Regions from separate parts of the Sus scrofa genome. Here regions 2, 3 and 4 are each linked to region 1. Evidence: chromatin contacts called from public HiChIP or PLAC-seq data. All regions are on one chromosome and are shown on one strand. Each heading gives the region's core, a stretch centred on a gene start, on an enhancer-like site or on the middle of the called end of the contact. The rest is flanking DNA. Distances are from core to core; before and after follow the strand shown.

Evidence for each region. HiChIP or PLAC-seq counts read pairs in DNA pulled down with a chosen protein or histone mark.
Region 2: a contact with region 1 is called in an H3K27ac HiChIP or PLAC-seq map of alveolar macrophages, with 4 times the contacts expected there. The contact joins the promoter of TTC13 here to the promoter of DISC1 in region 1. A contact is called at or near these places in 1 of 5 promoter capture datasets (liver) and 1 of 2 datasets of contacts at active chromatin or transcription factors (alveolar macrophages).
Region 3: a contact with region 1 is called in an H3K27ac HiChIP or PLAC-seq map of alveolar macrophages. The contact joins the enhancer-like site here to the promoter of DISC1 in region 1. A contact is called at or near these places in 1 of 5 promoter capture datasets (liver), 17 of 47 Hi-C or Micro-C datasets (embryonic fibroblasts, epiblast stem cells, fetal heart ventricle and 11 more) and 2 of 2 datasets of contacts at active chromatin or transcription factors (alveolar macrophages and skeletal muscle).
Region 4: an H3K27ac HiChIP or PLAC-seq map of alveolar macrophages shows a contact between it and region 1. The contact joins the promoter of GNPAT here to the promoter of DISC1 in region 1. A contact is called at or near these places in 1 of 5 promoter capture datasets (liver) and 1 of 2 datasets of contacts at active chromatin or transcription factors (alveolar macrophages).

The regions. Positions count from the first base shown.
Region 1 is chr14:58,962,611-58,965,366 of Sscrofa11.1, reverse strand. It overlaps DISC1 (disrupted in schizophrenia 1 protein), which reads left to right and starts at 1,413. Exons shown (of 13, transcript XM_021073577.1): 1 at 1,413-1,860.
Region 2 is chr14:59,407,713-59,410,468 of Sscrofa11.1, reverse strand. TTC13 (tetratricopeptide repeat protein 13) reads right to left here and starts at 1,341. Exons shown (of 21, transcript XM_001926644.5): 1 at 972-1,341. The coding sequence starts at 1,236. It overlaps ARV1 (ARV1 homolog, fatty acid homeostasis modulator), which reads left to right and starts at 1,476. Exons shown (of 6, transcript NM_001243293.1): 1 at 1,476-1,714. The coding sequence starts at 1,511.
Region 3 is chr14:59,382,672-59,385,427 of Sscrofa11.1, reverse strand. FAM89A (protein FAM89A) reads right to left here. Exons shown (of 2, transcript XM_001924531.4): 2 at 1-1,024. The coding sequence ends at 761. Among named protein-coding and RNA genes, the nearest start is that of FAM89A, 16 kb to the right of the region's middle. Within about 2 kb of position 1,342, at least 9 of the 83 cell types and tissues checked have an H3K27ac peak or open chromatin away from gene starts, as enhancers often do. A contact at or near this core is called in alveolar macrophages, where this site is marked.
Region 4 is chr14:59,238,951-59,241,706 of Sscrofa11.1, reverse strand. GNPAT (glyceronephosphate O-acyltransferase) reads left to right here and starts at 1,404. Exons shown (of 16, transcript NM_001185140.1): 1 at 1,404-1,481. The coding sequence starts at 1,404. C14H1orf131 reads right to left here and starts at 1,364. Exons shown (of 7, transcript XM_001925586.5): 1 at 1,046-1,364. The coding sequence starts at 1,364.

The sequences.
Region 1 (2,756 bases), core at 164-2,663:
ACTGCTTCGTGGTCTACCTCATTACATTTGGGCAGATCCAACTTTTTGTTCCTCTGCCACCTTCCCACGTCCTGCATATCAACCTTCATAGTCATTCTGTCCCACAACCTTCCGACTTTTAAGCACATCCAGGTGTTTCACTCACAAGGGTCTAATCTTTCGAAAGACCTTGAGCCTTCTTTAGTTGTAACAAGATCCTTCCCCTTCCTCCTGGGAGCCAGCCTCTCTTCCTTCCTCCTTCCCTTCGTTCTTTCCTTTGTCTCTCTCTTCCTGTCCCTCCCTCCTTGGACCCCTCCCCCCCTTTATTGGTGGCACCCACGGCATGTGGAAGTTTCCTGGCCAGGGACTGAACCCGCACTGCAACAGCCACCGGAGTCGATGCAGAGACAAGGCTGACCCTAAACCTACTGTGCCACAAGAGAATGCTCAGGGAGCCCTTCTGACCCCTCTTCACAACACTCCCTCTTATCCCAAACTTCTGCAATGTTTTGTGCCAAACCTCTGGCCATGGCAAATTCAACTGTACTGCTATTTAGTGTTTTTTTTGTTTTTTTCCCTTTTCTTATTAGAGCCGCATCTGCGGCATATGGAAGTTCCCAGGCTATGGGTTGAATCAGAGCAGTAGCTGCTGGCCTATACCACAGCCACAACAACACCAGATCCAAGCCACATCTGCCACCTACACTGCAGCTCACAGCAATACCGGGTTCTTAACCCACTGAGCAAGGCCAGGGATGGAAACCGCATCCTCATGGATACTAGATGGATTCTTAACCTGCTAAGCCACAACGGGAACTCCTGTTATTTATTTTTTTTAAGATTTTACCGAAGTGTAGTTGATTTACAATATTGTGTTAATTTCTGCTGTACAGCAAAGTGATTCTGTAACCCATATACACATATCCATTCCCATATAGTTTACCACAGAATACCCAGTTAGAGTTCCCTGTGCTATTGGGCAAGTCCCCCTGACCATCCATCCCATACACAAGAGTATTCACATGCCAAGTTTTATAGCAGGTGTTCATCTTCCCCTGGAGGGGAGCGTCCTAAGGGCAAGAACCATTTCTGGCAGCTGCAGCCTCAGTGATGCTCCAGGTGCCTCCCCCAACGAAGAATGAACCGTGACGGAGGAGGAGGTGAGTTGGCTGGCTTAAGGGCTCCGCACGGATCACAGTTGTGTCCTGGGCTGGCTGCCTAACGTGCGAAGGACCCGTCCAGTGCTGCCAGGAGCTTCAAACAGTGGGTCTCATTTCATTCTGAACTGCTCGCCCCGCTCTTTCCCCACGTCCTCCTTCCCCGCGTCCCTTGCTAAACATATCCCCTCGATCACGTCCATCAGCTCTTCGGCCACTTCCCTAATTTGTGTCTGGGAGGCAGCTTTGCGGACGTCCCTCTCCCTCTAGGAAGGCCTCTCAGTCTCTTCTTCCCCAAACGCCCGTTCTCCCCACCGCACTTCCCCTCTGGTTCTCGGCCAGCAAAGAGCGAGAGTGAAAAGCAAACTTTCTGAGGTCCGGGACACAAGCTGCCGGCCTACCAGCCCCGCCCGCCCCAGCGCGCGCGCGCGCGTGTGCCCGCGTGTGTATGTGCGCGCGCGCGTGCCGGGGCTGAAGCTGGAGAGGAAACCGCCCGCCCCGCCCGGGAGAAGGAAGGAGCCTCCCCCTTCCTCGCCAGCCCCCTCCCCACTTCCCGTCCGGTTTGGCCGCTCGCTTCCTTCTGCGTCGGGCCTCTGGGCGCACCGAGCGGCCGGCAGCTGAGGAGCTGGAGGCGGCGGAGGCGGAGCGGGAGCAGCGGGCGGGGCGCATGCTGGGCGGGGATCCCCAGGGCGCCCCGGCGGTGGCGCCGGGGGCCACCGCGCAGGTAGGGGTTGCTGTCACGGCGGCCCGGCAGAAGCCGGGCGGGGAGGGTGCAGATCTGGGGTGCGCCTCTGTTGACAACTTGGGTTCGGTGCACCCTTGTGGGGTGAGGGAAACTGAGGCAGGGCGCGTGGTGTGCAGAGTTGGGGTTGATGTCGGGTCAGGTTCCCCCGAAGGCTGGGCTGAGATCCCTGGAGCTTCAGTTTGGGGAGCTGTCCAGGTCTTTTCCGCCCCCGTGTGTCCTGGTGGCCCAGGAAGGGGCGCGTTCAGGTTTGGATGCATGCGGGGACTGCTCCCTCCGTCGCTTTGCGTCCTCACTCGCACGCCCGCGGGACAAGGGGACAACCCCGCCGCCCTGTTCCCCTCCTCTCCCCCCCCCCCCAGACTGAGTCGGGACACCCAGCCGGGGTTCGGGTTTCACCCCATCTGGGACATGGAGGGAGGGGTTCGGGGGTGGAATGAGGGACGTGGTGCTGGCACCGCCTCAAGGGGGCTGCTTTGCGGACAATCTCACCTCCCATTTCCTCCGCGGTAGTAACGCCCACGCAGGCTCCGAGAGACCGCTCTGCTTCCACCGTTCGGAGCACGGCTCTCGCTGTCAAAGCTCGGGGGTGACGCTGAGGGCCATTAAGTGCACGGCTGCTTTTCAGGAATGGCAAGAGCTCCCCTACCCTCTCGCTTTTGAAATGCGTGCAAAGGAACCTGAGACTTTGGGAAGAGAAAGAGCGTTGGAGTCAGGGGTGCTGGCTGTATGTTCTTGCTGGGCCAGAAGAGGACCCACTAACTTTGACAGAGCCCTTAACGTCTCTGAGCCCCCGTTTCCTAAATGTAGAAGAGAACACTACTCACCCGTCCCCACCCTGTGCCTAGTTTTGTTGTGTGTGAAAGCCCTTTGCAAAA
Region 2 (2,756 bases), core at 92-2,591, 450 kb before region 1:
CATCTCATCTCAACCAAAAAATACTTATTGTCCTTCCAGGTACACAATGCTAGACTGCTGAGAGGCCATAAAAGCAACCAGCCAGCTCCTTAAGAAGACCCAGACGTTTCAAAAGCAGGCCTTAAGGGAACTCGCGGAGGGCAGGAAGAAAGGGAAAGGGGAGGGAATTAAAGGGTTAAAAAGAACTACGGAACTCATAAACAAAAAAAGTACCTTGCCCCTGAGGAATCTGCCATGAGTTATTAAATTGAGGCCAAAAGCGCCCAATCTTAATGAATGAGCTGGCCCAGTTCCAATACACACACAGCTCTGATACACATGGGCAGGGTGCCCCAGGGCACTTTTTACGCCCTGGGAAACACCTGACAGATCACAGGTCAATCTTAAACAACTAGAAGCAAGATGTCAATGAGCAGATCCAATGGGCTTGCTCTTTTGCTCCCTTCTTTTTCCAGGTATCAAATTTTTAGACTCTGTGTTTAACACAAGACGTCAACCGGGAGGGGCGGATATCTCGTTTCCAGGCCTAAGATGGGCCAGGCATCACGGCTCTGGACGCGGGTCCGGTCCTCCTGGTCTGTCGGTACTTCCCTAGGCTCCCACAGCCCCCGTGGGGGCCGGGGGCTGCCCTGGAACACCTGCCATCTCCTCCTCCACCCTTTCAACAGTTATGAGGACTGCGGAGAGGCCGCCCTGGCCTCGGGAGCATGCTGTCAGCTCTTTCACTATTCACCGCCCTTCCCAAGGCTGCCTCGGCAGAGGGGCGCACAGCGGCGTGGGTGTGAGCGGTGGGAAGCGGCCCCGGCGTGACACCTCGCGGAGCCGTCTCCCGCGGGGGCACACGCCGCGGCTGGCGGCAGCGAGACCTGGGCGGCCAGCAACATCGGCCCCGGGGCCCGCAGCCCCCAAGGCCCCGCCACCCGGCGCTCCGCTGCGACCCGGACGCCCGCCCGCCGCCGCCGCCCACTCACCGCCGCACTCGGCCGAGTACTGGTCCCCCCAGTCCCCGGACTGCGGGCTGCAGCCGCCGCCCGCCGGGGCCTCCTGCTGCTGCCGGTGCTGCAGCTCCTGCTTGAGCAGGGACAGCGGCGAGTAGTGCTCGGTGGCCAGGGCGCCCGGCCGCGGCCCAGCGGACAGTACCCCCAGCAGCAGCAGCACCGGGACGCGCCGGGCGGCGCCCGCGGCGGCCACAGCGCCGCCCCAGCAGCCGCAGCAGCCGCAGCCGGCAGGTGCCATCTTCCCTCAGGGCGCATGTGCGGCGTCCCTCGCCGCGCGCTGCGGCCTCCCAGCCCTTACCCGAGGCGGGCAGGTGGGCCTTGGCAGGGGGGCTGAAGAAAGAGAGTGGCGGTGCCTGCTGGGAGTTGTAGTCCCATATAGGCCAGTCTGGGTCCCCCTGTCTGGGGCCGGGACTGCGAATCCCATCAAGCACTGCGCGCGCAAGGCTTCCGGTCTGGCGTCTGACGTCTGCCCCGCCACTGAATCGGAAGTTCTGGGCTGCAGTTGCGTGGAAATGGGCACTGGTGGGCGGAGTGGGCTTCGGCCAGGCAAGGGGAACGCAGAAGGGGTGACAGCGGGAAAGGGGAAGGCGGATGGGGTGGCAGTGACTCCTACTGCTGCCTCAGCCTCCTGCCAGTACAGGTGTATCGAATGCAACCAGGAGGCCAAGGAGTTGTACCGAGACTATAACCACGGCGTGCTGAAGATAACCATCTGTGTGAGTTGTCAGCTGTGGGGTTCCTTGGGGAAAAAATGGCGCAGTGAGATTTGGGGAGCGTGAGCGACCATGGAATCTGTATCAGCTGTTCAGGGTGATAAAATGTAAAAAATCAACAGTTTCAGGGTCTTCTAATACAGACTAAATTTTGACGCTCGACCTTCCCCGTCGAATGTTTGCCTGAATACCTAGAGTAGTAGAGAAGTCACACCCCACAGTGCTTTTCTCAGATCCGTCACGTTTGCTGACGGATCCTCGGACCTGATGGATGCAGGCGCTGTGCCGAGAAATTTAAAGGTCAGATTAGGTTGACGGTAAAGCTATTTCATTCTTAGTTGTTTTCCCTCTGATAGACAGATGTTGCCATCTTTGCGCTTCATAACCTATGGCGAATTCTCTAGATATTTTTTCAGGTTTCATCCATTGTGGTTATGGAATGGACAGCATTGTGTATAAAGCACTGTGCTAGACGTTGGTGATACAAAAACCAAAAATGAGGAAGTAAAAGTTCTGCTTTCAAAGTGTTCATAGTCTCTTTATAGGGAATGGTCCTTTGTTTTAAAAGTCATAAAATTGGGAGTTCCCGTCGTAGCTCAGCGGTTAACGAACCCGACAAGCACATATAAGAACACGGGTTCGATCCCTGGCCTCACTCAGTGGGTTAAGGATCCGGCGTCGACATGAGCTATGAGCTGTGGTGTAGTTCGCAGACCTGGCTGGGATCCTGCCTTGCTGTGCCTCTGGCGTAAGCCGTCGGCTACAGCTCCGATTGGACCCCTAGCTTGGGAACCTCCATATGCCCTGGATGCTGCCCTAAAAAGACAAAAAGACCAAAAAAAAAAAAAAAAAAAAGGTCATAAAATTGGAAGTTCTTTGGGGGCCATTAGCAAAGAGTCTGTCACATTATGGGTAGTCACTATGTTTTTCTCCCATTTCCGATCCCATTTCTATTAATCTTCATTCCAAAAACACAGCACATAGTAATTTACCAGGGAGCAGACAGTATGAATATGTACCAGTTTCTGACTGTCAGACATGGTAA
Region 3 (2,756 bases), core at 93-2,592, 420 kb before region 1:
CCTCATTTTTAACCTACAAAGTGTAAAACGTTCATAAAAGACTTTAATAAATATAGTAAGGCTTAAGGTGACCACTGTTTTGAGTGGAAGAGTTTGCTTTCTAACAGCTAGTGTACATTCGCAATCTTTAAACAAAAACATTCACCACCTTACAGTGAAGGATACAAAACATTAACTTGCCCCAGTTTTTCTCCGTACTCTCTTCCTTCCTCCTCCACCTGATGGAGGAAGGATGATACAGATTCTTTTGACAGGTTAGGAGATGCAGTCCTCTCGATGGGTGTGACCTAAAATGTTCACTATTTCAGTACAAAGCTTGTACTGAGTCACCCGGACAATGAGTAACGCAGCGTACAAAGAAACAAGGCTCAACCAAGAGGCTTCCAAGCTCAGGAGACAGCAAGAAAGGCTGCAGAACGTACCGAGGAAGGGAGCAGGGGAGTATCAGCTCTAATACACTGCAAACTGGAGGCGACCCAATCTGGAAGAAAGTTACTGCTACACGCAAGTTGTCTCATTTTGCACAAAACATCCTTGAGGGTTTTCTTCAGGGACCATTCAGGTGATGCTTTTAGGGGTAAACCCCTGGCTGTGTGCCGCGGGCCAGGACGTGAGGTTACTGAGCGCCTCTAGATCACCTAAGCAGAAACTGGCTGCCCAGCGTCCACGCAGATCCCACCTGCAGACTGAACTGGCAGCGCTGGTCCACAGGCCGGGGCTGCCCACGGCTGAGGAGCAGCACACGCCCCTCCTGGGTCCTCTAGAGGGACCCCAGAACCCAGTCTCTGCTGGGGATTGGGGACACGGGCCGAGGCAAGTCCCTCGGGGGGCCTCGCTCCCTGCTGTCTTGGAGGTGGTCCTGCTCCTGGAAATACTCCTCCTCCTCCTCGAAGAAGCCATTCTCCAGAGCATAAGTGCCATCCGGGCTGCACGCTGCCTGGCACGCTCCCTTGTACTCCTGGATGGACTCGTAGAGGCTGTACAGCTGGCAGAGCAAGGACATGTCCAGCTGTCGGAGGCCGACCTTGAGGGAGGGGGCAGGGAGGTACAAAAACCGAGAAGTCAGTGCTGGAGTTGCATTTCAGTGGTACCCTCAGCCGGCAATCTGCTTGTGGCAGCACGTTCCTCCCACGCCACCAGCGACACAGCATCCCTCGAGTGCTCCGGGTTCCCGGTTTGAGGGTAAACCTTCATGACGTGACGCCCACACCTCAGACATGACTCAGAGCGTCTAGGGAGGTTCACATCTGCCAGGCAGCGGGCCCCAGCCTGCAGGATGTCCTGAGCCCTCTGGCACACCCTGCAGAGTAACAGCACTGCACGTTCTGGAAACCCCAGCTGGCTCCAGTTTGGATGCCAAGATACAAGAGCGTCGTTTCCTCTTGCCATGATCAGATTCAGATAAAACCCACATGTGCTGCCTTGCCAGGCTGGTCATTCTCCACGCCCTGGGGCAACAGGGTCCCCTTGCCAGGCCCCCGCAGCTCACCGGTCAGGGCCACACACTGCCCCCTGGGAGACCCACCCTCTTGCCCGCTCAGTCACCAGGACACATATGGTCAGACTCCCTTTCCTCCTGAGATGGGTGTGGGATAGCTTGCCCCTCAGAGTGAGCAACTGAATATGCTATGGAGACACAGGTCCTTGACAGATTCTCCAGGGAACTATTTTCACAGGAGGTAACAGAACAAAGAACATTGAAAAGTCACAGATTGGTTTATCCGAGGTCCTCCCTTCCCTGGGGCCCCTTCCAAGAAAAAGAGCACAGTCAGGGAGTTCCCTGATAATGCAGTAGGTTAAAGACTTGGCCTTGTCACTGCTGTGGCTTGGGTTCCATCCCTGGTCCGGGAACTTGTGTATGCACAAGTGCACCCCTCCCCCTCTCCCAAATAAGGAGCACAGTCAGGAAAGGAAAGGCATCACTTCCATCAATCCCAAAGAAAGAAGGGTTAATCCATTTAGAAATGAAGCCTAGACCAGCATGTCTACACTTTGCTGAGCCTGAGAACCACTTGGGGATCTTGTTAAGCCAGCAGATTCTGACTCAGCAGGCCTGGGGCCACTGATGACAGGGACGCTGAGAAAGGCTGCTGGGTGGCAGACCTCACTGAGTGGCAAGGGGAAAAGCTACGCAAGATGTCACTGTGCAAGTTATTTATCATCTCTATGCCCTGGGTGATGACAAAATGGGGTAATTGCTCCGATGGGGAGAATTCAATGAATTATCAACCGTTTTCTTTCTTCCTTCTTTTCTTTCTGGCTGCACCCATGGCATATGGAAGTTTCCAGGCTAGAGGCAGAATCAGAGCTGCAGCTGCTGGCCTATGCGACAGCCACAGCAACACCAGATCCAAGCCACATCTGTGACCTACACCACAGCTGTGGCAATGCCAGATCTTTAATGCAGAGAGTGAGGCCAGGAATCAAACCCACATCCTCATGGATACTAGTTGGCTTCTTAACCCACTGAGCCACAACAGGAACTCCTCAATCATTTTAATAAATAGGAATCAAATACCCTCTGTGAACCAAGCACTAGGCAAAGAACACTCAAGACGCAGGGCAATGAGCACCTAGGAAAGTGCAGAGCATGTCAGGGGACTCGGTCCTTAAAATTACCCAGAGGTGAGATTTTCCAAACAAGATAAGCCAGGGTCCAGTAAGAAAGGTCCACCTGGTAACAAGACTGAGTGTTAGGTTCCAGGTCTCTCTTCACACCATCGACCACGTTAAAGCACCCTCAAAGCTGACTCTCT
Region 4 (2,756 bases), core at 155-2,654, 280 kb before region 1:
CAGCTGCTGGCCTACGCCACAGACACAGCAACGCCAGATCAGAGCCACGTCTGTGACCTACACCACAGCTCACGGCAACGCCGGATCCTTAACCCACTGAGTGAGGCCAGGGATCAAACCCACAACCTCATGGTTCCTAGTCCAATTCATTTCCACTGCACCAAGACAGGAACGCCTGTTTTGTAGTAATGGTCTTAATGGCAATATCTGTTTCCTAGGATTGCTGTGGAAATTAAATGAGTAAATACATGAAAAACATGGAGTATATGGTAAATGCGCAATACTTTTGAAGCTATTATTCCCACTGATTAATGAGCTTAGAATTTTGAGCCCCAAAATAAACTAGTAAGATCACACTACAAATTGAAGAAACATGTTTGGCTTTTAAAGGCACTTTTCCCTTAAGATTACCTGTGGTGCAGGAACAAGTGATGTCACCTTCCCTGGGGCAAGTTCTTCAGAGTGTGCGGAACTTCTAACTGAAGTGCCAAGCGCATATATATTCAGTGGTAAGCCTTTTTATTTTTCTCTTCCCCAATCAAGATAAAGGAGAGCATAAGTCCGCCAACTTATGGGTGAAAGGTCGTGAAAAGCTTCATGTGCAAACGATGGCAGGGAACACCAAAGGATGAGGCCCTCAGGACAAGGTGGCATCATGCCCCAGGGTTAGGCGGGTCTGTGGGGTGGCGTGGGGGAAAGGGGGCTTCCCAGAAGTCCGGAATAAGTGAAAAAGATGCTATTTCGAGAGCCCAAGGTTCTGTGGACATCTCCCCGTTAGGTCCGAAAGGTCTGGCGCTTCCCACAAGCAAGCGGATTGGTCCCCACACTCAGGGACGAGTTGGGAGGTTTGATTCATAAAGACAACTCAACAGAGCCGGGTCGTGGGGGAAGGAGAAGGGTGATCTCAGACGGACCCACTGTCGGAACCAGTTTGGAGGAGCTGATCTTTAGCTTGAGAGAGGGCGCCGGCCCAATTCGGTGCGCACTGGAGACCCTCGGCTTCTCAAGTTCGCTCTCCACGTGGGTTCCGAGGCCCCGCACTCACCAAAATCGTAGAGGTTCTGGAGCAGAGCATCCAGCAGGGTCTGAGAGCCGGGAGACGCGGGGGTGGGTAGGCCCGGATCCTGCGCCATCGTGGGGCCGGCCACGAGGAAGGAGCCCCGGACTCGCGCCGTGCGGCGCCCAGCTTCCGGGGTCTGACGAGCTGCGCGCGCGCCACAAGTCCCCGCGCGGCTTCCGTCCTGGCTAAGATGGCGGCGCCCGGGGTGTCTTGGAGCGGCCGCAGAGGGTGCTGCCGCCCGAGGCGAGGTCGGGCCGCCCCGCGCGGAAGAACCGCCCCCAGCGGCAGTAGCACCACCGTCTAGCTAAGAATTCCAGTTCACGCCCGGAACTGCAGCTGCAGTATGGATTCTTCCAGTTCATCCAACTCTTGTTTCTCCGTTGGCTCCACCAGTCCCGGCGCTGTCTTGCTCCTCTACTCGGTAGGTACCCAGAGTAGCACAAGGTCCCGGGCGGGGCCGCGAGAGACGACCCCTCCCTCCTCCCGTTCCCGACTGCCTCGGGGCTGCGACCCCCTAGCCCAAAAGAGTGGGTCCAGAGACCCCCTGGAGGGGTTAGGTGGTTCATTTGGTTTCCAAGGCAACGGTGTATCGCCGCGTGTGTGATGTCAATGTGCTTTTAGAAGTTTCTCCCGGTGATGGTTCCTCTGGTTCCTTTCCACTCGTTCCTTCCCTTTCACTCCGCCCGGCGCTGGGCCTTCAGAAGCACCTGACCCACGGACGAGAGGAGGGATCTGGGGTCTCTCCGTCTGCAGCCCGGGCGCGTCGGGCTACCTTCTGGGCAAACGTGAGAAGCCTGCAGTCTGACTCCGCCTCAGCTAGCCAGTGGCTGTCCAAGCCGCTCTTTTGTGGCTGTGATATTCCCGGGAGGAAAAGTATTTGGCTTGAGGGTGGGCATCGACATTCTTTATGTTTTTAACCTAAGAAGATTTGGAACTTCTGGAAATTTCTATCGTGTTTTTGTCTTCCATCCTCATTGCACTTTTTCTACAAGTCGTTTTGGAAGACAACTAATGCCACCCAGTCTATCTACAATTTGTCCTTTCACCACCCACCCCAATCCCCTTTCCTGACTTTAGCCGGCCTTTTTTTGTTTGTTTTGTTTTTTTGTTTTGTTTTGTTTTTAACCAACGGAATGTTGGTCATTCACAATTTTTGTAGAGAAATTCTTAAGTGGAAGCTTTGTAGCTCTCAGGATTTACAACCCTGGGCAACTGACTTTTTTTTGTTAAACCACTAAATTAGTTTTTATTTGCTTTAGGAGGAAATAAAAGAATGCACTTTAAAGGCATATTACCTTGTACTGGCTTAAATATAATGTTAATTTATGTAGGAAGGGGTAACAGGAAAACAAAAGAACAAGATAACCTAGTTTCTTTTTTTCTTTTCTTTTTGTTGGCCACAAGGAGCAATGGCTTGATATGAGATTTCAGTTCACAGACAGGGATTGAACCCCAACACAGCAGTGAAAGCACCAAGTCCTAGCCGTTAGATCACCAGAGAACTCCCAGCAAACCAGTTTCAAAAGAGAATATATAGAGAGTTCCTGTTGTGGCTCAGCAGTAACGAATCCAGCTAGTATCCATAAGGATGTGCATTGCATCCCTGGCCTCACTCAGTGGGTTAAGGATCCAGCATTGCCATGAGCTGTGGTGTAGGTTGCAGACATAGCTCAGATTACAGAGTTGCTGTGGCGTA